2 separate regions of the Sus scrofa genome follow, and region 2 is linked to region 1. Evidence: chromatin contacts called from public Hi-C data. All regions are on one chromosome and are shown on one strand. Each heading gives the region's core, a stretch centred on a gene start, on an enhancer-like site or on the middle of the called end of the contact. The rest is flanking DNA. Distances are from core to core; before and after follow the strand shown. Region 1 holds the start of TMEM101 (transmembrane protein 101). Region 2 holds the start of RPL27 (ribosomal protein L27).

Region 1 (6,955 bases), core at 346-2,845:
TGATTGGAAACTTTATTTTATGTTATATTAATATAAATATAAATATAACATACAATAAAATCATAATATGATCATATAATTAGAACACAAGCAAATATAAATATAGTTTCATGATATAATAGTTTATATGTTACATATAAATTATATATATATATATATATTTTTTTTTTTTTTTCTTTTTTGGCTGCACCCTTGGAAGTTCTTTGGGCCAGGGATCAAATCCAAGCCGAAGCTGTGACCTGCATCACAGCTGTGGCAATGCCTGAGTTTAACCCACCGTGCCACAGCAGGAACTCCCATGATGGTGAATTTTAAATTCACATTGTCAGAAATGTTATTTGGACACCAGCCCTCTTCCCTTCACTACCCCCAGGGAAATGGAAACAGATTTCCCAAATTAAAAGGCCTAATGGAAGTACTTGTAGTCTTAACTTCAGTATTAGAAGATGAATTTATATGTTGCAGGGTGGGGGTGGAGGAAGATAGGTAGGGGTAGCGTTGTGGTGGCAATCCCAGAGTGCCCAGAACTTTTGCTTATTTATTCAACACATAATTACTGAGACAAAACGTAGTGGTAACACCTTGTGTTTATTTATCTATGCAGCACACAATTCATGAATGCATCTTCCTAGGCCCTGAGGATATAATAGTAAAAAAAGGAGATGTTATCCTTGCCCTCATGGAGCTCACAATCTAGTGTTAATCTAGTCATTAACAAACAAAAAAATCACAAGTATATAATTGCCAATATATCAAGTGAATCAAAGGAAGGGTGCCTGATGGTTATGAGAACATAAAATGGGCGAGCCGAGGCGTTCCCCCTGTGGCCTAGTAGGTTAAGGACCTGGTGTTTCTGCAAAAGCGGGCGCAGCACCCCTGGCCCAGGAAATTCCGTATGCTGCTGGGTGTGGCCCTAGAAAGAGGAAAAAAGAAAAAGCAAAACACCGAGGAGCTGAAAACAAAGAAGTGGGGAAGACCGGTGGAAGCCTACTGCAGTTAAACTGACAAAAGGTGGTGGTTTGGGCTAGAGTGGGAGCACCGAGCTGGAGAAAAACACACTGATTGAGATGTCTCATGTCCACATCAGCGCGCTCTCTTCTCTCAGGGGACAGCAGAAGTGCAGACCAGGGCCAGACTTCTCAGGAGTGGCTCTTAGAAGACCCTCCTACTTTGAACTTAAGCAGAAGCAGAGGGTTTCCTCTGGTGTGGGGGTTGTGTGTGTGTGTGTACACTATTGAACCCGCCATGTGCTAGGACCAGCACTGTCCCCCTTTCCCAGATATATCTTGTGAAGTGTAAGGCGATAGGGTTGGAGCCCAGGTTTAGATGCATTCAAAAGTTAGTTCGTTTACTGTTCCTTTTTCTACTCTAATTTTCAATTTTACAGCTACACGAAGGGGCCCTTAAGCCTCAGTGGGCAGAAGTTAAGGCTGAACCCCGCAGCTAGAACACTTCCCTCGGTCCAGAACTAGAGAAAGAGAGCTTTGTTTCCCGACGGAAGGGGAAAAAAAACCCTCGCGAGGCCCGGAAGTTGCGCGTTGCATTGCCCTCACCCACCTCCCTGGCCGGGGTGAGGCCGCGGCGGACTGCCCTTCTTCAAGATGGCGTCGAAGATGGGTTCGCGACGGTGGATGCTGCAGCTGATCATGCAGCTGGGTTCCGTGTTGCTCACACGCTGCCCCTTCTGGGGCTGCTTCAGCCAGCTCATGCTGTACGCTGAGAGGGCCGAGGCGCGCCGGTGAGCGGCTCCGCGCGGTCGCTGAACGTGGTGGGGGCTGTCCGGCCCGTCTCAGGAACGGGGGTGCGGTGAGGTGGGGAAGAAGTCGGGGCCCAGAAAGTTGGGACGCTTGTACTGGGGGGGATTTGGGGCCTCAAACTTGTTAGGGACTCTGGTCTGGAGCAAGGTGGGTAGCGAGGGTAGTGCGGGGTCCTAGCCATGAGGGGGGCTCTGGTTTGGGGAAGCAGTGGAGCTTGCGGGAGCTCAGGGTGTCCCGAGGCTCTTCCCGCTTCATTCTTTGCTTCATTCTGTCCTTGTTCCTTCCCACCTCCCGGCTCACAGGAAGCCCGACATCCCAGTGCCCTACCTGTACTTCGACATGGGGGCGGCCGTGCTGTGCGCTAGCTTCATGTCCTTTGGAGTGAAGCGGCGCTGGTTCGCGCTGGGAGCCGCACTCCAGCTGGCCGTTAGCACCTACGCCGCCTACATCGGGGGCTACGTCCACTACGGGGACTGGCTGAAGGTGAGCACCTCGGCCCTAGATGGGACCTCGCTGGGATGACGAGGAGCCAGTGCCCGGCACAGTTGGGTGAAGCCTGAGAAGGCGGAACCCCAGGCTTGTAGAGATTATCACAGATCGCAGAACAGAAGGATTTAGAGACCACACAAGCCTGCCTTTCAAAGTGTGGAAACTGAGGTCCAGAGGTGGGAAACAGACTTTCCCAAAGTTACACCACAGTTGGCATTACATTTACATTTAAATCCTTGGTTTAGGATGTAGTCTGTTATCTCAGACTCATAGGACAAAAAGGACCTTTGAAATATCTGATCTGACCATCTGATTTTATGAAATTTAATTAATCCTAGGGCAGCATTTAAGCCTGTAAATGCCAGAACCTGTGCTAGGCACTACATGCTTGGAGAAAAGCCTGGACTAAGGCACTACCCTCAAGGAATGGACTGTCAGTCCAGTAGGGGAGGCAGATGTGTGAATAGCTGCAGGACAGTGAGATCAGTGGTTACTTTGTGGAACAGACTATACTGTACACCAGAAAGAACACTGGGATTCAAGGGAGCAGAACTGGGGTGGGGAGGGGGGGCAATGCTTGGCATCTGGGTTCTGCCGCTTACTTTGTGTAGGACCTTGGACGACTTTATTAACCCTTCAGGGCCTCACTTTTCACTTCTGATAAAAAGAGTTATCTATCTCTGCTCTACCTGCCCACCACACTTGGAAATGCTAAGAGGGTTCATCACGTGGAGTGGGATGCTTCGAGATGGGCAGGCAGTTCTGCGCTGCGGGCAGCCAGCAGACCTGTGGTGGCTTCAGTTCCTGACTGGGGTCCCCTCGCCTCGGCCTAGGTCCGCATGTACTCGCGCACAGTTGCCATCATCGGCGGCTTTCTTGTGCTGGCCAGCGGCGCCGGGGAGCTGTACCGTCGGAAACCCCGCAGCCGTTCCCTTCAGTCCACCGGCCAGGTCTTCCTGGGCATCTACCTCATCTGCGTGGTAGGTTGGGGGAACGGTTGACTGGAGATGCTTGACGGAGTGAGCTGTGAGCCTGAGCCTGGCAGAATGCAGGGAGGTGGGCAGGATGAGGCCTCGCATGCAGTTCCTGATGACCTGGCTCCTGGCAGTTGCCCTGACCAGCTTCTGAGCCTTGGGGGACCTTCAAGAGACTGAGGGCTGGCTCAGAGTCCCTTCTTCCAACATGATGGCCACCCGGGAGAGGAGAGGGTGGATCGACCATTCAGTCCTAAGCCTGAGAGCCAGGATAGCAAGATGGCCTGCTCCTCTCACGGTTTCAGCCCCCAGAGGATTGGGAGAGGGGACAGAGGGGAGGTTTGGAGCTGATGGGGCTGCCTGGCAGAACCGGTTATATCCTGGGTGCTAGGGGAGGCCGGGGTGGATGGGGACGTGGACAGGCCCTGGGTCACTTGGCTTCATCTTAGTTCCTGGGCACCATCTCCCATGTGCAGGGTTCTGTGTTCAGAGGTGAGAGTCCTGGTCTGACTGTGGAACCTCTTCCTTTCCGAGCCCGCAGGGTGGGGAGACACAGAGGCCCCAGCCTCATGGTGTTCCCTAGCCTGAGGGAGAGACACAGAAAGCCCCCTGGGCAGAGGAGGGAGTTAGAAGCTCACCCTGTAGGTGCTGGCTTGTGTCTCGGGGAGGCCTTCCCCGGACAAGCTGCTTGGCCTGTTGGAGAGCCTCAGAGGGCGCTGTGTCTCTAGGCCTACTCCCTGCAGCACAGCAAGGAGGACCGGCTGGCGTATCTGAACCATCTCCCAGGAGGGGAGCTGATGATCCAGCTCTTCTTCGTGCTGTATGGCGTCCTGGCGCTGGCCTTCCTGTCAGGCTACTACGTGACCCTGGCTGCCCAGATCTTGGCTGTACTACTGCCCCCGGTCATGCTGCTCATTGATGGCAATGTTGCCTACTGGCACAGCACCCGGCGCGTTGAGTTCTGGAACCAGATGAAGCTCCTTGGAGAGAGTGTGGGCATCTTCGGGACCGCCATCATCCTGGCCACTGACGGCTGAGTTGCACAGCCTAGCGGGAGGCTGCAATGGGCATGCGGAGCCACAAGGGCCACCCTAGCTTCCTCCTTGCTGGCCCAGTTATGTTTATTTATGCTTTTTGGTCTGTTTGTTTGACCCTGTGTGTTGTGTGTGTGCACGCGCGCGTGTTGGTTGGAGGCAGGTCTCTTCCCCAGTTCCTGGGCTTGGGCCTTGGTGGGGGGGGGAGCCCTGGTGACTGTGCTTTACGGGTTTCTTTTTCCTGTTTGTTACGAGAGCTGGGGCCAGCTGTGCGCCTGGGTCTCCTGTCCCAGGGACGGGAGTAAGGCTGGACGAGGGTGGGGGTACCCAGGGTGGGAGCCAGTGGAAGGGAGACCGAGAACCAGCAGTGAGCCAATGTGAAGAATTCCTTTTCGAAACCTGCAGATGCAGGGAGGCTTTGCAGTGCTTTTCAGAGACTGAGAGTGAGTGCGTGTGTGGACACGTGGACCAGGCCCGGGAGAGCAGAGGGGCCAGGCACCGCGGAAGTCGTGGGCTCTCAGGGTACTCCAGTGTCAGAAACAGCACTAGCTGTCACCCCCTTTGAGGGCAGAACAGGCCCCCCATCCACTCCGGGCTGTGCAAGGGTGGGGCAGGCAGCAGCCAACTTCCTGCCTCTGGCCTTCTGTTTCCAGCCCCGTGGGGGTGGGCACCCTCCCAAACACCAGACCACACAGTCCTCCAAAAATAAACATTTTATATAGACATTTGGCTTTGCTTCTCTGTTCTCCCCACGGGACACTTTGCCATTGGCTGGGATTGATCTTGGGTTTCTTGAAAGCCCATATCTGGTTCAGCCCCACCTTGGTCCGCCCATGACCTTTCCCTGTTCCGAAAGTTCCCCCAGTTCTCTGACTCTCAAAAGTCTCCACATACTCCCTGTAGCGTGTGCTTTCTCTCACGTCAGTCCCTCTTGTTGCGGCTTGTCTTTTCCTCCCCATTCGGTGCCAGCTCTTTTCAAAGAAATCTTCGGTGGGGCCACTAGAGGGAGGGAACTAATGTTAAGCTTCCTGCTGGGAAGCCCAGGACTTTGCATTTCACAGATGAGGAAATGGAGGCTCAGAGGAAGTGCCACAGAGCCGGCTTCCAGGGCAGCTCTAATGCCCACGCCCAGACGTGTACTCTCCCCTCACCTAAGGGAAAACAGGCAGCTCTTGGGGTTGGTTCTGTCACAGCCCCTGCTGTGCCTTAGTGACCCCTCTACCTTCTCGTCCACACACCGCCAGACCGAAAGTAACCCCGAAGCCAGTTTGGCGCTTGGCACTGTGGGGGTCAGAAAGGTCGAGTGAAACCTGGGCCTTGGGACTGCTGCCCGTCCGAGATGTTCTGCTGCTGCAGAGAGGAGATGTGACCTCTAGGGGGGGCCAGGGAAACGCATCCAAGTCTGGGCTTGTATCTGAGCCCACCTGGAAGGGAGCCAGGGCTGCTGCCAGTCTGGCCTGTGAAATGGAAGATGTTTCCTAACTAGGGGGCAGGGGAGCCCCTCCGGGGGCTGCTGACAGCTGAGTGGGAGAGATGGTGGCAGCATTCATTCTGGGGCCTTGGTCTCCTTTAGCTCCTCTCTTCCCTCTGGGAGTCGCCTGGTTCCCCAGCCCTCAGGATCTGCTCCCAGAGGGTCACTGCTAATTTCCCTTCACGTGCAAGCTGATTCAGACAAGAATTTGCATTTTAATCAAGGCCTCCTGAGAAGTTGCAAGACCTGAAGGAATTCAAATGAGTGGTGGAGTCTCAGGCAGATGTGGGTGAGCATTTGGGCAAGGGAGCCTCCGAAGAGCACAGAGGCCACAGACTGGCCCACCCTTAAGCCCTGAGTAGAGCCCTGCCCTCCTCCTCCCCCCAAATCCCTGGACTGAAAATTGAAGGCCATCTGGTTGTGGCTTTGGAGCAAGTTGGGGATCTTGGGCAGGCCCTTCTTCCTGTACTTGTCCTCACTCAGGTGCCCCGCTCTGGGCGGGGCAGAGTAGGGGCCACCTCCTCTGCAGATCACTCAGCCAGCAAGCCTGGTCTGGCTGCCTGGGAACACCTCCAGCAGGCATGGCTTTTGGTCCACCCTGGCTGTCCCAGGGCCTACAGGGCTGGTGGAGAAGGTCAGCTGCCTGGGTCAGAAGCCGGCTTGCAGAAGGAGTCCGGCAGCCCCTTGGCATGGTTGACCAGCTCATAAGAGTCCCGGATGTCGGCCAGGCCAAACCAGAAGAAGATCCACTGCTTGTTGGAGAAGCTGCCATCACTGTGTTTGAAGTACCTGGTGGGGGTTGGGGAGAAGGTTTTTAGGTAAGGCCGGTGCTCGCCACTCACTGGTTTGCTTATTGAGGACCTACTACAGGCATACCTCGTTGTACTGTGCTTCATTTTATTGTGTTTGGCCGATACTGCATTAAAATTTTTTTTTTTTACAAGTTGAAGGTTTGTGGCAACCCTGTGTAGAGCCTAGTCTATCAGTGCCATTTTTCCAAGAGCATTTGGTCACTTTGTGTCTCCATGTCGCACTGTGCTAATTCTTGCAATATTTCAGATGCTCCACCAGCAAAAAGATGACTACTCACTGAAGGCTCAGATGATGGTTAGCATTTTTTAGCAAATATATATATTTTAGGGCCACACCTGCAGCATATGGAAGTTCCCAGGCTAGGGGTCGAATCAGAGCTGCACCTGCTGGCCACAGCCACAATGACAGCCACGCCAG
Region 2 (7,162 bases), core at 1,194-3,693, 730 kb after region 1:
CTTTAACCCATTGCCACACAGGAACTTCCAAGTTGCTGGAAATTCTGACTTATCAGACCTGGCACTCTGGTTTAAAAAAATCACTTCAAGTTAATAAGTCTCAATCCAAAGTAGATGAAGTACACTCAGAGGGGCTTTTGGTTGTCACCAAATGAGGGTGGGGGAAGAGGGAGGGGCTCAGAATGTCTTAGGTTCTCTAGGGCCCAAGTCAGGGATGCTTAAAACAATTCCACACGGAAAAATGTCAGGCAAAAGGTTCAGTATATTTTATCCACTTAGGGCAGTTGGACCATTAAAACATTATGAGGCTGATGAAAGTAGTAGTCTAGGTCTCAAATGCAGATTTAGCTTTGGTATTTTACCACATCCCTGGATCTACCACCCAAGGTCTCTCACTGTATGAATGTTTTTTTCCCAGTCTAGTAATACAAGAAGCAGGCAGACACAGGGATATTTTCTTTTTTTTAATTTTAATGACCGAAATAAGACAGACCTAAAACCGCAGCTTCTGGAAGAACCATTTGTTCTTGCCGGTCTTGTATCTAGAAGGGGGGAAAAAGGGACACCAGTGAGGTGAGGAATGACATTAAGACAAAATTATCTTCACGGAGAACAGTGAAACTATATCCCATCATTCACCACCAAAGCCGACTTACCTCTCCTCGAACTTGACCTTGGCCTCTCGTCGGGCCTTGCGTTTGAGTGCAGGGTCTCTGAAGACATCCTTATTGACAACAGTTTTGTCCAAGGGGATATCCACGGAGTACCTGGGGACAATGGCAGAGGTAGGAGCAGCCCATATGCTGCCAAAGCTCTCACTATCCCCACCATGGGACACTGGTTGACTCCACAGGAACTATTATCAAAAACTGCTGGAGTTCCCATAGTGGCTCGGTGGTTAACAAACCCGACTAGGAACCACGAGGTTGTGGTTCAATCCCTGGCCTCGTTCGGTGGGTTAAAGGTCCAGCATTGTTGTGGCTCTGGCTAGGTCCGCAGCTATAGCTCCGATTAGACCCTTAGCCTGGCAACTTCCACATGCCGTGGGTGTGGCCCTAAAAAGACAAAAAACACCCCACCCCCAACAAGTTTTCTTGTGGCTAAGTGGGTTAAGGATCTAGTGTTGTCACTGCAGCACTTGGGTCATTGCTGTGGTATGGGATTGATCCCTGGCCCAGAACTTAGGCATGCCTCACGTGCGGCCAAAAAGGGAAAAACAAAACAAAACAAAAAACTGCTAAAGTCCTGATGATGTTCTTTGGAAACACCCAATTTTAATAAATTCATTTACATCGAGTCAAGCCACTGAAAAACTTCATTCTTGATTTTTCACAAGTACCTACCCTCTAATAACTACTATCCTTGCGTGGAAGAGGGCAATTCAGATCCTATGTCTGAGTTTACTGTGGCTGGAAAGAAATGGAAGAATCTTTACTCAACACTTAGATCAAGACAGGAAGAGATTTTTCGATCCAGCTTGGCCAAGTCAGGCAAGTCTCTAGACAACTGGAAACCACAGCCAAGGGGACAAATTGAAGATGATGTCTCCTCCCTACACTGGAGTGGCTATAAGGGTGTCTCCTTACTCAGCCGGCCAGAGAAAGGGAAAAGGTAGAAAAAGTCACTTTCATTCCCATTCTTGAAATGCTCACCTTGTGGGCATGAGGTGATTATAATTATAAACTTTCACAAAAGACTTAATCTTTGATCTCTTGGCAATTTTCTTCTTGCCCATGGCAGCTGTCACTTTGCGGGGATAGCGATCAATTCCAGCCACCAGAGCATGGCTGTAGGGTCGGTCTGAGGTGCCATCATCAATGTTCTGATTGAGCAAGGAGTACATTTGTTATTTATAATTACTTAAAAAAAAAAAAAAAAAAGAATTACTTCGTCATTGCTATTTACACCCTGAGCTAGATGTAGGGCGTGGATAAAGAATAACCCCACCCCATAAGTCTCTAAGACCCACTATTATAAAAACCATACAAAGCTAACATTTAAGTGCTATAGTAGTATATACCCAAAGAGTAATAGCAATAAGGGTGGTATCAATCATTCCTACCAGGAAGATGCTAAGTGACTATTTTGACTATGAAACAATTCCTTGCCAGCTGCAGCACCTAACACGCTGGCCATTATTGCTACTTAAAACCTTTGGATACAAGATGCGTTGCTGCCCCATTCAACTCCTACTTTTTACTTTGCAACTTTCTCTCTCAAAAGCTCCCATGTATTCACCTCCATCCCTTAACTCGCAATGCTCAGTGGGTAAGGCTCCAAACTAAGCCTCAAATTCCAAGCTGCAGCCCCTCTACCCTCCCCTCACCGATCCCCGGGATAAGAGGGCGCACAGGCTAGTACCTTTACGATGACCGCTTTGCGTCCGGAGTAGCGACCAGCCAGGACCAGCACCACCTTCCCGGGTTTCATGAACTTGCCCATTTCTGCAGAGGAAGGAGAAGGAGTCGCTCAGGAATCCGCAAGTTCAAGCGGTGGGCCCGAACTTCAGGCTGCGCTCACTGTCGCCTCAGCTCAGGCCGCTTGCGGGTCGTGCTCGCAGGACAGGATCCGGAACGAAGCCGCCAGACCCCAAGGGACAGAAAGTGTCGACACCAACCCCCAAGTCGACCCCCAGGCCGCGGATGGCGGCGGATTGGGAAACCCTACCCAAACCTCTACTCACCAGCAGCGACCACTCGGGGATACAGCGGAAAGGAAGAAAGAGTACTTCCGCTAACCTTTCACCCCGCGGAGGGTGATCTCACTTCCTGTCCCGCCCCTCAGGCTTCGCTCCCGCCCCATGCGTAGCGCTCCGAATCCGTGTTGAGGGCGGAAGAAGCTCTTAAGGGAATAGGAAGGCTTGGCAGCCTATTTATTCAAAACAAACTTTATTAGCAGCTGCAGCAGTAGACAGGGCAAAGGAGCTGTGCCTCCCTCGGAAGGCTTTTACCGAAAGGCAGCTGTCCACCGTCCCCCTGCCAGTAGTTCCTTTGTGTGGCGCTAGGAGGTGGGGGAGGCGCAGTTTGAAATTTACCTTTTTGCCTTGGAAGAGTCGGGAACGAAATGGGACATTCATAGTGCCAACTGTGTGCCCTGTCAGGCTAAGGAGGGAGAGACGAAAATCAATCGAATCAGAGTACTTGCCTTCAACATTTAAAGTCTACTGATGTCAGAGACATAACGGACTAGAATAGGAGAGAGAGATGAAGGACTTTACGGTGATGCCAGCAGCTGTATACCTTGTGTCAGACCCAGCTTATTTACATATGTTATCTCTTTTGATCCTCATAACAACACTAGGAGATGAAGCACTGTTATCTCCATTCTCCTGTTGAAGATCCTTTGGCTTAGAGAGGTTAAGTAACTTGCCCCAAATGCACAGTTAGTAAGTGATCAAGCTGGGGACGCAGACTCAAGCAGTCTTCCCGAGCCCATGCTGTTTACCCCGTCCCCAAACTGAGCACCTACTCTGTGTCAAGCAAGATGCTAGGCACTTTAGGTAGGTCAACTGCCTTTTTAATTCTCACAACTCTGCATCTTAGGTATTCCCATCACTCATTGGAAGTGTTTATTTTTTAAAAACCTAATTTTATTTATTTTTTGGCCGCACCTGCTGGCATGTGAAAGTTCCCCGACCAGGGACTGAACCCACACCGCAGCAGGGACCCAAGCTGCTGCAGTGAGGACATAGGATCTTTTAACCAATTGCACCACAAGGGAACTCCTGGAAGAGTGTTCTTAGATGGTTCTTTTTTTTTTAATTAAAGTGTGGTTGATTTACAATGTTGTGCCAATTTCTGCTGTACAGCAAATTATATGTACATATACACATTCCTTTTTTTTTTTTTTGGCCATACCTGAGGCATGCATATGTTCCTAGGCCAGGGATCAAAACTGTATACATTTCTCTTATTTTTGCTTTTTAGGGGCCAAACCTATGGCACATAGAAGTTCCCAGACTAGAGGTTGAATCAGAGATGCAGCTGCTGGCCTGTGCCATAGCCATGCCAGATGTGAGCCATGTCTGAGACCTATACTGCAACTCTCAGCAACACGGGATCCTTAACCCACTGATCGAGGTCAGGGATCAAACCCACATCATCATGGATATTAGTAGGGTTCATTACCACTGAGCCACAGTGGAACTCCCTACATTCTTTTATATTCTTTTCCATTATGGTCTATCCCAGATTGGATGTAGTTCCCTGTTCTATACAGTAAGACTTTGCTGTTTATCAATTCTAAATGTAATGGTTTGCATCTACTAACTCCAAACTCCCAATCTATCCCACTCCCTCCCTCCTCCCACTTGGCAGCCATGGTCTGTGCTCTATTAGATGTTTTTTTTTTTTTTTTCAGATGTTATTATGAACTTTTTTTTTTTTGTCTTTTTGCCATTTCTTGGGCCGCTCCCACAGCATATGGAGGTTCCCAGGCTAGGGGTCTAATCGGAGCTGTAGCCACCAGCCTACGCCAGAGCCACAGCAACTCGGAATCCGAGCCGCGTCTGCAACCTACACCACAGCTCATGGCAACGCCGGATCCTTAACCCACCGAGCAAGGGCAGGGACCGAACCCGCAACCTCATGGTTCCTAGTCGATTCGTTAACCACTGCGCCACAACGGGAACTCCCTGAACTTATTTTCTTTAATGATTTCTATTTTTTTCCATTATAGCTGGTTTACTAGATGGTTTTTTAGGTGTCTTCCGAGTTAAAAAGAAAGAGAAACCATCTTACAGTTTATGCTCATCTGAACACTGACAAATCTATAGGATTGGTCTTGGGCAAGTTGTGGGAACAATCAAGGTTTCATCATTTCTCTTCTTGAGGCTCTCCAGGGACCAGTTACCCCTGCAGCTCTCAGGACCTTGTTTCAATGGTTTATCACCCTAACTATGTACTTAGAGTCCTATAGTCAGTGAAAATGGTTTCTGCTTTCATTTGGAAGATATTTCAGAGTTGGAAAGGACCTCAGAGATCAGCTTCTCTGTCCTCTCAAAGATGAGAGGACAGTTCTAGAGCAGCAAAGTCAGAGTTGGTGGCGCAGAGCAGGGTCCCCCCATTCCCAAGCTGGTGCTTTTCCCACCCCGCCACACGACCCTGGCCTCTTCCACCTCCATTGTCTTCTCTCAGCCTCCTGATCTGCTTCTGCCTCTTTTGGTTTCTCTCTTGGAAAATAGAAACCAAACCCTGAAATCTTATTGTCTTGAACTCTTCTCTCATACTAAAACTCTTCAAATCAAGCCAGCAACTAAATCCTATGAATTTTTTTTGGCTTTGCCCGCAGTGAACTGCCACAGCAGAGACAACACTGGAGCCTTAACCTGCTGAGACACTGGGGAAATCCCCTAAATCCTGAGTTTGCCATGTATTTTAAATCTTTTTTTCCTATCCTTTTTCACCTGCTCCCTAACTGATCCAGCCTCAGTCCTTTCTCTGGTCCCTCCTCAAAATTTTGTGTGGGTCACAATTGCTTGGGATGCTTATCAAAGATGCATCACCATGGAGTTCCTGTTGTAGCTCAGTGGGTTACTAACCTGACTAGTACCCATGAGGATGCCGGTTTGATTCCTGGCCTCACTCTGTGGGTTAAGGATCCATGTTCCCATGAGCTGTGATGTAGGAACCAGACATGGCTTGGATCCCGCATTGCTGTGGCTGTGGCCCCCAAGAGACAAAAAAAGAGAAAAGAAGAGGGAGGGAGGAAGAAAGAAAAGAAAAGGAAGAAATGATACTGGGGTGATCCAGGGTTATACCATATAGCTATAGCACTTTTCACCCACCCCCCCATATGGTATCCAGACAAGTGAATTGAAAAATGCCAATTCCAAAAGTGGCATGTGTGGTGAGATCTGCTGTGGAGATAGGACTGCAGGCCTGGGCAAGACAGGATGGTAATGCCAAGGACACTTTTCAGTGTTTTGTTCAAGTGGGGGTGGGGGGAAACACCACCAAAGCTGAGTTGACCCAGGGCAGGGCGCAGAGAAGAGGCAGAGAGGCCAGGAGCCAGGCATTGCTCAGCGAAGTACTGATCTGGATCAGATGGGTAGTTAACACCCAGAGAGACTTACACACCAAAACCAGCAGTCTCTAGAGTCTTTGCAGAGAAGCTACACAAAATATTATGATTTTATTAGCAACCACAGAAATCATTTTTCACATTTTACACTTATCCTGTTTCACACGAAGGAGGACTAATTCTAATGAATTATCAAGAATATATCTTAAATAATATTTTACTGAAAAAATTAAGTTAAAATGCACTACATAATAGTGCAGACACAAAGTGCAGCTGGCAATTTAATACATGAAGTGACGCTGAATCGGTAGTGCTGGGAACTCATTTAGTTTTTCCAGAAGGTGATACACTCTGCTTATCTTCAGTCAGTCCCAGGGCAGTATGCAAGCTGAAGAGCAAAATGAACTAAGAAGGGCTAAAGTAGACCAAGTCGGACCAATTGAGGGTCAGTCTTGCAGGGAAATGCTGAGCCCCCATCTGTCGCCAGTGATGTGCTGTGGTTCCTGCCCTCGCTGTGGTACCTCCAGACCGCCTCCACCAGCCAGCCTCCTGGACAAGTGGTGCAGACCTGGAACCCATTTCCTTCTGAGACGTCTGTGTCTATGTCTCACTGGGAGGAGCGCAGGGGAAAGGTTACTTGCCAGAGGACATGGTATCAGAGGTGATTGTCCTCATTAAGGACCAGCTCCAAAACCCAAAGACCATCGTCTGGGCCGTGAGGAAAGGGGCCACTTTGTCAGGACAGGTTTCAGCTCTTACCTCTCTACGTGACAAGGGGCTCATGTGAAAGTCGCCTTGTGGCTAACACCCTTAGAAACGCTGTTCACAGGACTCCCACTCCTGCTCTAGCCCCAAGGCACCAGCCACACGGCCACGAAGTCAGCTCCGCCAGCCTCCAGGGCCTCTCTCTGGGAGGCAAGGATGAGCTGACCACGGTTGTGCCTCAGTGTTAGACGCAACTATGGGACATACACAACCTCCCCTGACCTTGGGTCAGGAAGAAAGGGGCATCGGTGTTCCTAAAAGCAATTCCAATTCTGACCCAGGGCTGCCTCAAACCTGCTTCAAGGGGGGCCTTAGGGTGAATGTTTTCCAGGACCGGCAACTCCCTCGTGCTGTCACTCACCACCACAAAGAGCAT

Evidence for each region. Hi-C and Micro-C count contacts between places; a contact is called where the count stands out from the background.
Region 2: a contact with region 1 is called in a Hi-C map of skeletal muscle, with 5 times the contacts expected there. The contact joins the promoter of RPL27 here to the promoter of TMEM101 in region 1. A contact is called at or near these places in 1 of 5 promoter capture datasets (liver) and 1 of 47 Hi-C or Micro-C datasets (skeletal muscle).

What each region holds. Positions count from the first base shown.
Region 1 is chr12:19,164,038-19,170,992 of Sscrofa11.1, forward strand. TMEM101 (transmembrane protein 101) reads left to right here and starts at 1,596. Exons shown (of 4, transcript NM_001244685.1): 1 at 1,596-1,738; 2 at 2,060-2,240; 3 at 3,080-3,226; 4 at 3,949-4,977. The coding sequence starts at 1,602. The coding sequence ends at 4,257. It overlaps NAGS (N-acetylglutamate synthase), which reads right to left. Exons shown (of 6, transcript NM_001097520.1): 6 at 6,361-6,514. The coding sequence ends at 6,361.
Region 2 is chr12:19,891,759-19,898,920 of Sscrofa11.1, forward strand. It overlaps RPL27 (ribosomal protein L27), which reads right to left and starts at 2,444. Exons shown (of 4, transcript NM_001097479.1): 1 at 2,362-2,444; 2 at 1,653-1,822; 3 at 657-767; 4 at 452-542. The coding sequence starts at 2,442. The coding sequence ends at 494. RUNDC1 (RUN domain-containing protein 1) reads right to left here. Exons shown (of 5, transcript XM_021066967.1): 5 at 6,101-7,162.